2 separate regions of the Bombyx mori genome follow, and region 2 is linked to region 1. The links are chromatin contacts, called in public Hi-C maps. All regions are on one chromosome and are shown on one strand. The core of a region is the stretch at or near the end of the contact, and the rest is flanking DNA. Distances in the headings are between cores, read along the strand shown. Region 1 overlaps LOC101737750. Region 2 overlaps LOC101737886 (dymeclin).

Region 1 (3,235 bases), core at 312-2,811:
TTTTCCAAAATTAATTCACAATTGGTAGTCATATCATGGAGGTGATTCAAAAAAAGGGGCCCACTGAGTTTCTCGCCAGATCTTCTCAGTGGGCCACATTTCCGATTCAGTGGTAAATTCTGTGAAGCACGGCTATTGCTAGGGTTCGTGGTTGAAACAACGTCAGGTTTGAGCCACGCCAGCTCACCTACTAGTTCGGTGAATCTAGAATAACCCCTCAAGGTTACTAGAATCGGTAGGAAAAACAAGTAAATACTTATAATTATTTTCACACCATCCATCAGTAATAATACCTTGCTATCTCAGCTAGATACCTTTATATCTTGAGTAATGGTTTACAACTCTAATCTAGTACTCTCTAAACCGTAAATGGAGTCTATAGGACCATTACCAATATAAATGCTGCCTGCTATCTTAAGTTAAATCAGAAAATTAACTGCTTTACAGCCAAAATAGGCAGGATGGTGTAACCTAACAATTTCCTTAAAAACACTAAAGCATTGAAACTTTAACTTGTTATTAAAAAGTTGTTACTTTTTATTTTTCTGATAAACTATGTACAAACTTAATTATGTTTCCTACAGGAAGTCAAATATCAATGTGGCCTTGTAAATTACAATAATTTCTAGATTTACCTGAAGACCTTAGGCAGTAATTTATATAGCTATTGACTGGGAGATATCCTGGTGCTATTGATTGAGAGCTATAATTGATATGCAGTTTGGACCCAAGGTATAGCTGTAGCTATCTCCCCTGTTGTCCTTATTTAACGGCCATGTATATCCACTTACTTCTCAAGAGTATTAGTGGTATAACATGTTGAGATCTCACAATGTTTGGTATAATTTTTCTGCTTACTTCTTATAAGCAATTATGCATCATAGTTTCAAGAGTAAGATAGCCACCATAATTGAGACATTCCTTTCAGAGTACCGTTGAACACTGATATTGCCTTTAATCTCGACGAACCACTTATAGGCGGTATTCTTGTGTGGCCATCAACACAAACAAAATCCCTTTTATATTAAATTTTAACGTAATTTTGAAGCTACGAAAAATTTTTGTTCTAACATTCTACTACTTCGAGTATGTACTAATTTCGAAATTCAAATAAATATCGAAAAACGAAAACAGAGAATCGGTTTTATTTATACTTTAAAGATTTAGTCGAATGCTATGCTGTACAGAATTAAACAGGTTTTCCGGTGACTATATTATAATTAGATTACTCATTTTTCGTTTACAATGAACAGATTAAAACGCTGAATCATCGATAACTCACTTAGAGCTTTATAGAAATCTTCGAGTTGTTGACTAGCGACCTTTCAAAGAAACTTTACAATCTTTCGGATAAACTTTTCAAAGGGTTCAAAACAGAAGAAAGACGTTCACCTACCAAAACGAATTAGTGGAAAAAATAATACTTGTAACTTTAAATAAATAAAATTTCATCTGACTTACATAAAACATTTAAACACTTTACAAGATTTTTAGGATAACAAAATACGAAACACAATCACATTAATTCACAAAACCCAGAAACGTCAAACTTTTTATTTATGACAATTGACAGTTCCGAAGACGAGCCGAGGTATACAGCCAGTACGTGCGTTCCGTTTCACAGTCCACTCGCGAAGGAACTTTTAAAAATTATTTACATTGAAGGATTTAAATAAAATTATCTAACATCTAGATCGAAGTTGTTTAATCTACGAACGTTTTGACGACAATGAACACGCAATGCAATCAACGCGTAGGTGGAAACAAGGTTGAAGCATATATTATCTGTACATGCATGCAAATTTTCTTGTTTTTGTTTGATTTTGTATTGCAAAACGCATTGTTAGCAGTTTCTATGCGCGACCTACATTATTTATGTAAGATCTGCAATTCACAGTATGTTGAATCTGTGTCAGATAGAAAATTTTGCGTAACACCGGTCGGCTGCCAATTGTTTGAGACAACATTTTGTTAACGTGTTAATTTTTTATTTACATTCACTTTACTATACACTATACCATGCTATCTTTGTGTCACTTCAAATTCAAATTTACGTGTAACTATGATGTGTTTTTAACACCATTGTATGTTTTCTTCTTTTCCAATTGATTTTAAAATTTATTTTACACTCCAAACGATTTTATTTAGCTTCTGTTTAAAATTACGTTCCATTTACCGTGCCACATCAACATGTTTTAGTTCGATACCGAATATCCGAGAGCCGTAAGTACATCTTTGGACTTTGAAGGCTAAAAATAAGTCGACATCGTCCAAAGATTAACAGGCAAAAGGCGTGGAAACGTATAATTTAGTTAAAGCAATTAACTTGACATCGAACAGAAGAGTATTCTTGTACAAATGATCAGTATTTTCGATATTGAATACCAAAAATACATTTAAATAAAAAACCGGTTTTGCATTAAACTATAATTCAACTAGTCAGCACGTATCGTCTGGAAGAACATATTTTCACTTCCTTATTGTTGGCTTCCCAAATACTCGGGGTTATTGCGTTATTATTTTCATTTGCAACATTAATTATTGGTAACACCGCTGACGTCCGTAAGCGATGGCGACTATGAAGCGGTCTGGTCGACTGCCTTTAACAGCAATTCAAGTAAACACAGCACGTGTTTTCCATACACTTTATGTGTACATAGATTTACACTATACACCTATTAGACATTCGTACGATATTGTCACGTGTAGTTTACAGCAGTTCTCGTATTAAACTGTGCTATTGCGCCAGACCCCGTAGCGCGGGTAGGTGGAATAACCCCTTAGGCTACCGGCAAATAGGTGGAGAGAAAAAAAACACCACAAAAGATTCTTTCGATAGATTTACCTTATTTCGAATTCTCTTAAGTTATTAATGATTAGTATTGGATAATAATTTTCTTTAGTGGTAATGTGTGCGTTACTATGTTATAGTCCTTACATGCGCGAGCTTGCAGGCTGCACATTCATTTCGTGTCAATACTGCAAACCGGCGGACCTTGAGGAATTCTGTATCAGCACTCAATTTAGAGAGGAGATAGAGAAACTTGTGATATCGTACAATATGCGCCCATATACATCGATCGATATATGAAATGCAATCGATTCTGTACCCATAGAGACAGCCCACTGAGTTTTGCACGGATCTTCAGAGTATATCGCGATTCTGATCCGGTGGTAGATTCAACGTAGCACTGCTCTTGCTAGGACTAGTGGTAGCAAACTCTCTCAGGCTGAG
Region 2 (3,235 bases), core at 263-2,762, 49 kb after region 1:
TTTCTTTTTATCCTACCTATGCTGATAACCTTGAGAGGCTATTTCAGCTTCACTCTAATATGTAGGTAAGCTCACGGGGCTCAAACTGGGTATGTTGCTAACACTGGCCCTAGCAAGAGCAGTGCTTCGCAGAATCTTACCGGATCTCAAACACAACCCACTGAGAAAATCTGACTAGAAACTCAGTGGGGGACTTCAGTGGAACACTTACCATGATATGGGTGCCACTATCCTCGTTATTGTTTATTTGAAGGTCAAGATAGCATTATTAAATTACTATCAAATCAAAACTCTTGTCTCCAATTTTTATTTACAGGCTGTATTTTATCTGTACCTTTATATTGTACTTGTGTATTTTATGGTCAATAAATAATTTCTATTTAGAATGAAATTATGCAAACATATATGATATCCTTGAACAAATTTCATATAGACAATTAAGACTACTAAGGGTAAATCTTTTTGTTATTATTCTGAAGTTATGAGCATTTTACAGGACTACTTATCTCACTGACTGAAAATTTTATAAATATCGTCACCTTCTAGTTTCAGTGTTCTTTTAAGTATTATTTTATATTATTACTATATTATCATACTATTAAGCATATTAACTCATAATATATTGAGCAACATACAGCAACATTCTAGATTACAGTGACATCCTAGTTTTTTTTTTAATAGCTATAGTTTTCCAAGTAAACAAGTTATATTAGCAATAATTGTTTATAAAATGTTTTCTGTCAGCTTTAATCAAATTGTCAACAATCCTATAATAATTTTAAAATTTTAATTTTTTTTTTAATTCTATGGCAGTTAGATTTTAAGAGAAATTTAAGATTTTCAATGAACTAATGCTTTGTTAGCGTATTGGTAAAACAAACCATTTTAAGACACCACACTGGTGACTAATAGTTATTATTTATTTAGTCTCTTAGCATTATGCAACAATAAATATACACTTGTATGTGCAGTAATATTTTATATTCATACAAAAGTATAACTATTATAATTTTAATACACTTATGAATACACAAATTCGGAATTTTCGCATGGATAATACAATATCCCTTTTAAAAAGTTTTTATATGAGATTTTGCAGTCTATTTTTTTTTTGCAAGCACAAGTTTCAAGTAATAAAAACGCAAAGAAGATAATAACAAAACGAGATATAAGCTTTACGAAATATGAAAGCACACCGGACAAATTATACGTTTCTACTTGAGACAGAATATACTTAGCAAAATATTTAAATTTTAATCGAAGGATTTTTTTTATTCGGACACTTACCAGACAAGCGTAGGTTTTAGTCCGTCACGGCACCATGAGCAAAGGTAAGAATAGCGCACAATGTTAAATTATAAAGTTCAGTAAATTTGCAGTCTTAGCGTAAAATTCAAATCTTATTAAATTGAATTATTAACCGCTCAACAATTTAATTGTTTACGCACACCCGATCACAATACATCACATCACACTACACTTGTCAATTGTTGTCATTGCGTTCTGTTAATCTGTGACTTGTGATCTGTGGTTGTCATCTCACAAGATCTTTACTCATCTTGTCATTGTCCCCTTTGCGGATTTCAAAGACTACACTTTAACTGTAAACGTCGAATCACCAAGTTAATCAAAATCTTGGGAACCGTGAAGAGCGATACTGTGTGAATTCTTTTATTAAGCCTTATTAATTCATTTTCTTGTTTGTTTCTTCACGCTTGAACATATAGCAAGGCAACAATTACCGTCAACTTTTTGACAACCTAAATAAATGTTTAGGAGTAAATAGTATGTAGTAAGAGAACATTTTCTCAGTTGTTCCTAAAATTCTAAATTGTCACCATTATCTTGCGAGGATTTTTGGGAGTAAATGAAACCCTAAAAAGTCGAGTTGCCACTAGCCGTGTTCACATTTCAAGAGGTAGGCTTATAATTTTTGGAGGGAGGTGAAGAATATTGGTTTCTTTTCAACATGTATGGACAGAATTTCGATTATTTGATACCAGATGAGCTCTACAAGATCGTTTGTTCATCCACTTTAAGAAAACATTATTTAACTGTTTAAAACGAAACGCTTATAACTAAGGTATGTTTGCTTGTATGTAGTAAAAGTCCAATTTAAATATCATATTAAATATAATTTATTTATAATTGTACATTTTATTATTGCTTTATAATAAGAATTAATAATATAAACTGAAATATTGTTTTTAACTAATCTAAAGGGAAGTGCTTAGGAATGACAAGAAATACAGTTATATTAAAATAGTCATCATATTACCATGTCATGGCCATTTTATTGAACGTTATTAATTTTTTAAAGTTAACGTTATTAACTTTAACGACTTTCACGTGTGACAATGTCCAAGACGTGTTTCAGTGTGTTAACTTCATCACCAAAATTACCTCCGCTTATATTTAAGTCCATACACGCATCTATTGTGGGATGTTATTCATGACCAGTGTGATTAGTGCGAGTTTTTTAACGTTCTCGATGGCGTAAAAGTTAGCTTATATCTTATTATTATATATCTTTAAACGAGCAATTCTTGTATATAAATATATGTGTATAATCTGAATCTCGGAAACGGCTCAAACGATTTTCATAAAATTTAGTATACAGGGGATTTCGGGGGCGATAAATCGATCTAGCTACGATTTATTAAAGTGTTGTTTTATTCGTGTTTTCAATAATCAACTTTATCGATAATTTTGATTTTTTCTTTAATTAACCAGTTAAATTTTTGACGTGGCAACGTCTTATAATTCGATCGAGCTGGCTGCACGCACGAAAAAACATGACTCATGCGGCGTTACCTCGCTCTGAGGCGTTCCATTTAAGGCTTGAAGTGCAAGCGAGAGCGCGCAACGAGCGACAAAGAGGCACAATCGGACTCCGCGTTCGGCAGCGTTTGACATCTGTCTCTCTCCTACTTGAGTGAGCGATGCATCCGCGTGGACAGCTGCTATACAATAATACATTTACATGTTTTCGTCAAGTATGAAGTTCAGTGAAAAGTGAATGTGGTGTCAATTGTCCATACAAAATATCTATCAAACAAATAAAATTAAAATTTTCTTTTGAAAAATGAAACCATTCCATAATATTTTCTTATGACGTCACGTTCAACTATCGTCAGTAAACCGACTTTACAGACAACCGATTTTTTTTATTATTCTGTCGGTAAGATCGAAGAATATTATTCATATTTCATCATTTCATCAATATGTAATTCGT

Evidence for each region. Hi-C and Micro-C count contacts between places; a contact is called where the count stands out from the background.
Region 2: a Hi-C map of midgut shows a contact between it and region 1, with 1.8 times the contacts expected there. The contact joins two enhancer-like sites. A contact is called at or near these places in 3 of 7 Hi-C or Micro-C datasets (midgut and whole pupa).

What each region holds. Positions count from the first base shown.
Region 1 is chr2:5,755,275-5,758,509 of ASM3026992v2, forward strand. The region is part of intron 3 of LOC101737750; the gene reads right to left. All of the region lies in intron 3 of LOC134200481 (a long non-coding RNA gene), which reads left to right. Among protein-coding and RNA genes, the nearest start is that of LOC134200515, 3.7 kb to the right of the region's middle. Within about 2 kb of position 1,562, at least 7 of the 8 cell types and tissues checked have open chromatin away from gene starts, as enhancers often do.
Region 2 is chr2:5,804,314-5,807,548 of ASM3026992v2, forward strand. LOC101737886 (dymeclin) reads right to left here. Exons shown (of 17, transcript XM_004933247.5): 17 at 2,115-3,235. All of the region lies in intron 3 of LOC134200481 (a long non-coding RNA gene), which reads left to right. Among protein-coding and RNA genes, the nearest start is that of LOC101737750, 12 kb to the left of the region's middle. Within about 2 kb of position 1,513, at least 8 of the 8 cell types and tissues checked have open chromatin away from gene starts, as enhancers often do.